Linked DNA regions of Mus musculus: region 1 is linked to region 2. Evidence: chromatin contacts called from public HiChIP or PLAC-seq data. All regions are on one chromosome and are shown on one strand. The core of a region is the stretch at or near the end of the contact, and the rest is flanking DNA. Distances in the headings are between cores, read along the strand shown. Region 1 overlaps Tmprss11e (transmembrane protease, serine 11e). Region 2 overlaps Tmprss11c (transmembrane protease, serine 11c).

What was found. HiChIP or PLAC-seq counts read pairs in DNA pulled down with a chosen protein or histone mark.
Region 1: a contact with region 2 is called in a FOXA1 HiChIP or PLAC-seq map of pancreatic cancer cells. The contact joins two enhancer-like sites. A contact is called at or near these places in 1 of 39 promoter capture datasets (embryonic stem cells), 1 of 115 datasets of contacts at active chromatin or transcription factors (pancreatic cancer cells) and 2 of 9 other capture datasets (adipose tissue and liver).

What each region holds. Positions count from the first base shown.
Region 1 is chr5:86,733,404-86,738,470 of GRCm38.p6, forward strand. All of the region lies in intron 1 of Tmprss11e (transmembrane protease, serine 11e), which reads right to left. Among named protein-coding and RNA genes, the nearest start is that of Tmprss11e, 9.9 kb to the right of the region's middle. Within about 2 kb of position 2,593, at least 15 of the 459 cell types and tissues checked have an H3K27ac peak or open chromatin away from gene starts, as enhancers often do. A contact at or near this core is called in pancreatic cancer cells, where this site is marked.
Region 2 is chr5:86,241,815-86,246,702 of GRCm38.p6, forward strand. Tmprss11c (transmembrane protease, serine 11c) reads right to left here. Exons shown (of 10, transcript NM_001030297.2): 6 at 1,151-1,189. Among named protein-coding and RNA genes, the nearest start is that of Gm25473, 7.3 kb to the left of the region's middle. Within about 2 kb of position 3,222, at least 42 of the 459 cell types and tissues checked have an H3K27ac peak or open chromatin away from gene starts, as enhancers often do. A contact at or near this core is called in pancreatic cancer cells, where this site is marked.

The DNA of each region.
Region 1 (5,067 bases), core at 1,343-3,842, 490 kb after region 2:
AAAGCTCATTTGAGAAAATGCCTCCAATAAGTACCAGCTGTAAGGCATTTTTTCCTAATTAGTGATTGATGGGGGAGGGCTCAGCCATTGTAGGTGATGCCACTCTTGGGCTGGTGCTCCTGGGTTCTGTAAGAAAATAGTCTGAGCACGCCATGAGGAGCAATCCAGTAAGCAATACCCTTCTGTGGCCTCTTGAATTCCTCCCCTCAGTGCTTTTCAGGATGAACTGTTGTAGGGAACTGTAAGTGAAATAAACCCTTCCCTCCCCAAGTTGCTTTGGGTCATGGTGTTTCATCACAGCAACAGTAACCCTAATGAAGATCGTTAGTATGCTTTCACTGTTACTTTTTTAATGCATTTTTATACTGCTTACATCTATAGATGTGTACCGCTTGCATGCCTAGTGCCTATGGAGACCAGATGAAGGTATCAAATCCTCTGGAATTAGAGTTACAGATGGTTATGAGCTATGGTGTGAGACTGGGAGCTGAACCTGAATCTTCTACAAGAGAAATGCTCTCTGTTGAATTGTCTTTCCAGCCATTATTGTTAATTTGTTAAGAAGAAATTTAAGCAAGTTACTCTTATAAAATTGCAAAAAAAAAAGCCATATTTCTATTTTATTCATTGATGTGCAAAACACATCTATAAAATCTCTAAAAGTATCACCTTAGCCTCTGTGAACTGAATTATGTGTCTAGTTCCTATAACAATAATTATAAATAATTCCCACAATGAAGTTGCAATTAAAACAAGAAAGTCATCTAGTTGCCAAACAACTATTTACATTTTATTTTTACAACATCAATGCAAATAAAGAAAAACTGTTTTTATTTCCAGCTCTGGATATTAATTTAGGGCTGATGGTGGGTAATTTCATCTATCAATGTTCTTATCATAAAGGTTTTTATGTCTCCTACATTGAACTGAACTGATTTAACATGACTTATAATGGTGTGTGTGTGTGTGTGTGTGTGTGTGTGTGTATACTATTGTTATTGCTACTAACTTACATTTGTGGATAAAAGAAGGCAGCAAATTGTATTTAAAAATATTGCCTGGTGTGGTAGTGTATGCCTTTAATTCCAGCACTCTGGAGGCAGAGGCAGGCAGATTTCTGAGTTCAAGGCCAGCCTCGTCTACAAAGTGAGTTCCCGGACAGCCAGGGCTACACAGAGAAACCCTGTCTCGAAAAACCAAAAATAAATTAATTAATTAATTAATTAATTAATTAATTTAAAAAATGAAAATGGTACTACACAGAGAAACCCTGTCTCGAAAAACCAAAAATAAATAAATAAATAAATAAATAAATAAATAAAATGGAAATGGCACTAAAGGTTTTTGCACAGAGTATGCAAATCCTTCAGTCATGCCACAACACAGGGAGGTTTCTAGAAGACAGCCTCCAAACAAAACTAAACAAAATATACAGCAGAGGGAGAAAAACAAGCCCTGATCTGGTATCTTCTCTTTGGCACCCATAGGAAAGAACAGAGTGGTTGTTTAGCAACACCATTATTAGGCCTCCATAAAATGCACAGCATGTAATATACTAAACTTCAGCCTCTATGATTAACGTCTAAGCAAAAATAGCTGCCTAACACTTACTACGTCCTCAATACTGGTGGTGTCGATCACAGTTCATTAAAAGGAATTTGATAGGAAGGGAACTCTATGAAATCAGTCAGATATAAAGCACTCCAATAAACTTTTAAAATATCTGACCAGATTTTAGAAGCACTATTGTATTGTAAAATAGCTAAAGATTATTGGAATGGTAGGGATAAAAGGCTTTTAAAATATCTCATTGTTTGATAAACCAGTAGGTTCTAAGTAGATATTTTAACAGAAATCCTGTATTTAACTATTAAATTAGTCAAACCCCATAGTTTAACCATTTCTGTATTAAATCTACCACAAAACTCAGGTGATTTTTTTTGCAGTAGTGCTGGCAAGACTGCACATGAAAGCATCAGACCCCATAAAAGTTTTATGTAAATGCTAGTAGTGTGTCTGCAGTGCAGACGGGATGTGATCTACATGACCCTACCGTCCATCTCTTTATAAACTTCCCAGCCAGATATGCTATGACTCAGGAGACCACAAATGACATACATGCTGACACTGTGCCCAACCTCTAGAAATTAATAATTATGGATAGATGGAATACCATAATTTTTACAAAAAGATGCCATTGAATGGTTAGGTCTAGATAGGATTACACTTATAGTTGATCTATTGTAAGCTTTAGTATCACTAATGTTTACTGTCCGCAAACTCTTCTGTTCAAGATAAAAAAAATAAAATGGCATGAAGAAACAATTTGGGAAAAAAAAAACCAATTTGCTATAGCAGGACAAACAAAGCACACCACTGAAGCCAGAGCTGGGGAACTGTACCTCTCAGACGGGGTGGGGCAGGAATTACCAGCCATGTCTACACTACTGTGTCATGGAGGGGTATACAGAAGGAGGGTTGAGGCAACTGAGTTGGAGACTTTTCTGCCACTTTGAGCACAGAGCTTCAGACAGTCAAACACTCTGTCATGTTAACTGTGATCCTCCCACATCCCCATTCAGACTTTGACCTTAATCCTGCTGTGAGAGTTTGCTCAACAGCAGGAACTGGCTGTGAACTTGAAGAGGAGTGACCTGTGTCTTAGTCTTACTTGGAACAGAAATCTGAGTGCAAACATCATAGAACTCCCAGTAGCCCGGCCTCCAGCAATATGATGTTATAGGCTCCTATTTTCTCAAGAATCAATGGGCATAAATGGAAATTTACCTTAGTGTCTTATAAGTATTAGCATTGAACTAATGTTCAATATCTCAGATAATCTAGAAATAATGTTTATATTATTATAATTAATGTTCAATGTACTAACCAGTTTTCATATTATTTTTCAAATGTGCTGTTTTTCTGTTGGTTACAGTTGCAGACAGTTTGACATGCAACAAGCCAAGAGACTTAAGACACTACAAGTAGTTTTTTTAATCAATAGTTTTACTTTTAGGAAATGCATATAGGAAGGAAGTTAAGAAATCTTTTACCCATCATTTTTGACACTTCTCAATGTTTTTAATCTACCATAAGTTGTGTTTTGTGTCAATTTAAAATAAAAGCCCCTGAAAATATTACATGTACCAGTTAAGTATCAAATCTATGAAAGCTTATGGTTCTTAAATACTTGTTTTCTAAGCTGGTTTTAAAATCTTTGGCCCTGATAAAGCTTAAAATTGGGATTTCCAGGTGGAACAGAAGCTAAGCCCTGTGGTTTCCTGAGAAGCAGAGAAACCCATCATCAAAGGACCCCTAAACAAGCTACAAGCTCCTGTGTATCCTGAACCCTTATTTGAATTACCTTAGCAACAGTGTGTAGTTAGAAAATGCATAGACCTCTTTTTATCATAATATGGTTGTTCAAAGGAAGTGACTTTACTCAACAAATTTCTTGCCACAAACAACAACCTGTAACATATGTGTGCTAACATTTAAACTTTAAGTGCATCATTACACACTTAACCATACTCAAAAGTTTTGGCATTTTAATATTAATACATTATTAACATTCTCAAATACTTATATAAGTAAGATATATTTTCTATGTAAATCAATAGCCTGAAACTACAATGAAGTGTTCTAATCAGAACCCCAGCGATTATAGTTACCAACATCCATGAGTTTAATTTATATCTATAAACTCATAGCTACCAAATCCACAGCTGCGACTCAGCTTCCCAACTTTAGAGCTGAGTATTCACCTGCTTCCTGTTTGTCCAGTGGCTCCATCCCTGTGCGTGAAGTTGAAACCCCTAAATGCCTATCTCAACTATTGTCCTTTTCCTTAATAAATGTTCCCTTAATAAATAGCTAGGAAACTTGAGAACCTGCAGGATAAAGGTGTTCTTCATTGATATAAGCCACCATTTGAGGTCAGGTCTGATTGCACAAGCCTATAATCCCAAATACTCAGAAGCTAACTTGAAAAACTTAATGAAACACTGTCTCAAACTTTCAAAAATAAAATTAAGGCTGGGAGATAGATAACACAGTGGTTGAAGTCTGGTTTAGACTGCTCAGGGCTTCTGGTGCTTTGAATAGGAACACTCCTCTGTCCCCCAGTGACTTGAGTGCTTAAATGCTGGGCCCAAAGGGAATGGCTCCATTAGAAGGTGTAGCCTTGTTGGAGGATGTGTGTCACTGTGGGAGGAAGCTTTGAGGTCTCCTATGCTCAAGCTATGCTCAGCATGGTATCGTCTCCTGCTGCCTGCAGATCAAGATATAGAACTCTCAGCTCCTCCTCCAGCATAGTGTCTGCCTGTACATTGTCATGCTTCCTGTCATGATGCTAATGGAGTAAACCTCTGAAACTGTAAGACAGCCCCAATTAAATGGTTTCCTTTATAAGAGTTGCTGGAGCCATGGTCTCTCTTCACGGCAATGAAACCCTAAGACAAGGCCCTAGATTCAATCTTCTGTCCCACAGAAAGAGAGTAAGGAAGAACAGAAAGAAATAGAGAGAGAGAAGGAAAACTTGCCATGTGAATAAGTAGATACCAATGGAGCCCACTGTGGTGTCTAGACTCCTGATTCGTATTTCATAACTAGAACACATATTAATTAATTAGAGATTAAATATTCTTTTTAGATCGTGACTTAGAACATATGTGCTCATTTGTGGTGAACAGCATGGGAAAAGGAGCCTAAGTACCTAATTACCAGCTACTCATCCCATAGCCGCTGGCCATCAGACCTGTTTTACACTAAACTAAATGACATCATCTACAGTTACTCTTACCCTGTCTTTGCTAGTTAAATCTCCCACTACTGATATACAGAACAGATTATCTGTGGTAATGTGATTACCATTCTATGCCATGTTTAGAAGGAAAGAACCTCAAGATAAATGGTTGGTAGGATTCTGGAAAATTCTATATCAGAAAAAGAGATGATAGCCTACTTTTATTTAATGTTTTCTAATAGCAATGTAATTTCTGAAATACAAATAATAAATTTAGTACAACGTTTCAAGACATGGACATCCCAATTAAGGATCTTCTTGTT
Region 2 (4,888 bases), core at 1,972-4,471:
AGGGACTCCGGGATGGTGAGAGCACTCTGGGTCAGTGTTGTCTATGGGATGACCGCTCTAATCCAGCGACCCCAGTTCTAAATCCAGACAAATATAATGCTTTCCTTGACATTTTGCTCAGAGTTCCAGATACCTCAGGGGTTGTATTTCCTAAGACCCGTAATGGGATGAAGGAGGGTGAAAAAAATGCCATGCTTAGCAAGGAAGTCATGGTTCACAAATAAAGCATATAGCTTTCTGCACATGAAGTTAGTTGCTAGGGTCAGAGAGCTCCAGAGAGAGTTCCTGGGCCTGGGATCTTTTTTTTTTTTTTTTTTTTTTTTTTTGAGACAGGGTTTCTCTGTATAGCCCTAGCTTTCCTGGAACTCACTCCGTAGACCAGGCTGGCCTCGAACTCAGAAATCCACCTGCCTCTGCCTCCCGAGTGCTGGGATTAAAGGCATGCACCGCCATGCCGGGTGGGCCTGGGATTCTTACGTGTAGACAGAAAATACAAATGACATACATTGAGTGCTTTCAGGACATACACTCTGGATTACTTATCTATTTCTATCACCTTATTCTATCTTCACACTAATTTGGAAGTAAGGCTTTGGAAAGTTAAGGAACTTATGCTAATTCTTCCCTTTAGAATTTGGCAGATCCGAAATTCAAAATGCACATGTGCTGATTCTAAGTTCTTAATTACCACTGTTTGTCCCCAGGTCCCCTCTGCCACCATGGCATGTGATAACGCTCTGCATTTTAAATCTACGATATCAGTCAGTTTAAGGATAACTACCAACCAGGTAGCATACGCCAGCTGATATGAGGCCCCCAACACATATACTGAGTCTGGGTTCATGCACCTAACCCTCAAGAGACTGGAGGCCCCAGGGAGTTTAGAGGCCTGGTGGGGTGAGAGGTGTGGGGGTTGTCACATCCTGGTGGAGACAGGGGGCGGGGAGGAGGTATGGGATATGGAACAGTTAGAAGGTGGACTGGGAGGGGGTGGACTGGAAAAAATGGCTAAAGAATTAAAAAAAAAAGAGATAACTATGGTAACACACACATTTCTAAAATAAGACTTCTTATTACAACACAACTGCAAGTTTTCTTGGCATTCTAAGACTGAAGAATTGAAAGAAAATAACGTTATTGATAAACTTACATGTATTGAGAAGATCTTCTGCTATTGGCATTGCAATGTCTAAAAGTCAAGAAAATAAAATTATTTACATTTATAAACACATTTTATTTTTAAAATGAATTGTACTTATGTTGTTTTGGCAATAACTTGTAAACATTTTATCTATTTTGATTGCCAGTTTTGTTTGTGAACTAATATATAAAAAAATAAAATATTTATACTTACTTCTAAAACACTAAAGTTCCTCATAATTTGCAAAACAATTTTACTTTTGAAATGCTCTAAAATATAGGAGAAGTGGTAATCTTCCATCAGATCCTAGAAGACACCCTAACAATAATCCTATGAACTAAGATGTTACCTTTACTGCACTTTTAAAATTGAAATGAATGTTTTGGTTAACATATGAAGACATTGGTTTCCTTGTGATATTTTCAGATACATATAACACGTACAGTTAAACTTTGTTCTTGTTCTCTCTCAATGTTCTATTCTGCCTCTCCTCATCTGGCTTTCCCTTTTTCTTCCCAACATAGGCCACGTTTCTGCTTTCTTGACATGTACTCCATTATTCTCCTTTGTTCCTATTCCCTCAACCCTTTAGAGCTCCTCCTTTTTTATAAATTTGCCACACAACACACACACACACACACACACACACACACACACACACACACACACACACACACACACACACTTTCCATCAAGGCTCCACAAATGAGAGAAGATGTATTTGTGTCTTTGCGTTTGGCTTGTTTCTCTTAACTTAATACTCGATATTGTGGCTATTTTCCTGCCGCTGTTACAATGTCATTCTTCTTCACAGAGGAACAAAATCCCCCTTTATGTAGGCATCACATTTTCTTTAGTCATCTGTTGATGAATATTTAGGCTGGTCAATATCTTGGCTTTTGTGGGCAACACTGTAATACATATGGATGTGCCAACTTAGGGCCATTTAGATGTGTGTCCATGTGTGGAACATCTGGGTCAGGTAGTAGTTTTGGTTTAGTATTAGCATTTTGTGTGTGTGTGTGAGTGTATGTGTGTGTGTGTATGTTAAGTGAATTTTTACTATACTATAAAATTTACATTCTTTGTGTGCTATGGCTCAATTGTTTGTTGTCCCATTGCCCATTTAGTTTGGATCAAAAGGGTTTAACTTGGCAATAAGACATAGTTTAAAATTTTCTTCTCATTCCTGGATAGATTTGGAAAAGAATCATTTATAACAGATAGTTTTGCTATGCAGCCCATTTGTGAACAGAATCTCAAATTTTCTCAATTGATGTGGGAAAAGAGGAGAGGGAGAAAATAAATGAGTCACATGTCAAATCTCATATGTAGAAAACTGTCACTTCATTAGCCAGTTTTACTTAAAGAGTTCAAAAAGGCATTATCAACTGTACGATAAGGTAAACACTATAAATGTCTATGCTGATTCATTTGATGTTCTTGATTTCTACAAATCCAGGAAGAAGTGTCCAAACTCCATGTCCATTACACTTGCCATTTTACAGTTGGTTGCACAATAAATCAGAAAGACAAAAGAATCCTTTACCAGATGCTGACCTGTCTAAATGAAAGGCAAAGGCACTTAGCAGTCAGCTGGGCTAGAGAAGAAAGGGGCCACGCCTACGTGAGGAGATGTCTTACTGCTATTTTCCAGAGGTTGTTTTGTGTTTGACATGGTATATATAGTTTAGTTTTGAATTTTTGATGCTTGGCAACTTATAAAATCATATTGAAATTTTTAGAAAGAAACTTAAATGGACTGGACAATTATTGTCATAATCTTAATTGATAGTTCTAAAACTCCATGGTATTTGTGTGTTTTCTTTTCTTGAGGTTTTCTTTATTATTGTGTTCCTTGCCAAAGAAAACAAATGTATTAGATATGTAGTTTGCTTTTTAAAGGTGGTGCTGTTCCATAGCTTAACAGAGAATAGTTACTATAACTTCCATGTGTGGATGGCCAGCTACAATGAATTGAGAAACGACTTAAGCCAGTTTCTTTTCAGACTGAGTCACAGTGGTGGCTGTCTGCATTTCCTACCTTTTAAGTCTTCTGACTCACACTCAGAGGTTGGAAGTTTTGTGGCTTGACCTCCCAACCACAACTTCAGCATGGTAACCTAAGAGACTCTGTTTACTGTGGACTGCATTGAGGAAGTCATAAAAAACAATAGTTCTGTCTCTGCCAAGGAAGATGTGGATCAAAGGATGGTAAGAGTCCTGGGAGTGGTGGCTCACAGCTGTAATTCCAGTACTCCATGGCTAAGGGATGAGTGAAGCTGAGGCCAGACCAGTTTATAGGACAGGAAAACTAAAAACTCAGACAGCCCAGCAAACAGGCATTGGTCTTCTCCAAGGGCTTAAGTTATCAAAGTACAGACATGGATTTATCCTCAGTGAATCAAACATTCATAATTAACTTAAAATTAATGTCTAGCTCTGTCCAGTTTCCTGTGTTTGGCTTTATGGCTGACCTGTAGATGATTGAATGCACCACCAAACGTTAAGCAAAAGGGGAGGATTTGAATGGCTGACAAAATATTCTTTTGGGAAGGAGTTGAGGAATTTATTTTAAGGCCAGAGATATATAGGTATGATATGGTTGGAGGTTGAATATTAGATTTGAAACATATTCTCTAATTAATATTGTAGAACATCCTTCTCTAGTGTTCATGGTTGGAAAGCATGAGAAGCAAGTTTGGATGGACTGGAGGATTCCTGTCCTGGGCTTGGTGGTGCCTCCTTTTTAAAATCTAACACTGAGTTGACAGAGGGGCTGGATTTCTGTGAGTTTGAGGTTAGCCTGGTACATGAAGCAAGTTCCAGGCCAGCCAAGATTACAGTGTCCTGGATGGTGGTGGCACACACCTTTAATCCCAGCACTTGGGAGGCAGAGGGAGGCAGATTTCTGAGTTCGAGGCCAGCCTGGTCTACAAAGTGAGTTCCAGGACAGCCAGGGCTATACAAAGAAACCCTGTCTCGAAAAAACAAAAACAAACAAAAATTACATAGTGAGATTATGTCTCAAGGAAGAACAAGGAGGAGGGGGACAGAGAGGGAAAGGGAGGAGGAGGGGAGAGGAGGAAGAGGAGGAAGATGAGGAGGAGGAGGAGGAGGAGGAGGAGGAGGAGGAGGAGGAAGAGCTCTCACTTTATACCCTTATACTCTTTAACCCTAGCTTGTGCATTAGTGAATGAGTTCCAAGCCAAGAGAACGACATAGAAAGATCTATCTCAATAAAGCAAGCAAGCAAGCAAGCAAGCAAGCAAGCAAGCAAGCAAGCAAGCAAGCAAACAAACAATAGCTAGATAAAGATTTATAAAAGGAAGACTCCTCTACAATCTGATTTCTAGCAAACTTCTTTCCTTGGGAGAAAAAAATCTGAAGCAAATTGTAAAATTCTAAGAACAAGGAATAACTTTACTTTTTTACAGTAGTAGCAGGCTCATTCATAACATTAATTATATAGATTTATAATTATAGAATAATATATATTAATTATATATATTAATTATATAGACTTTAATGATATTTATGTAAATTTGTTACTCTACATGAATCCACATTCTAAATAAGCTGAGTAATTCTAACTTTTAGATTCATTTCTTGGGTTTTCTACGTAGAAGCATTCAGCCATACTCTCTTAGGGACATTTAAAAATGTCCAACTGTCCAATTTCTGAAAACTGTGAAACTGTAAGTGAATATGGACGTGTTAAGCCAGATTGTATTTTGAGATGCAAAA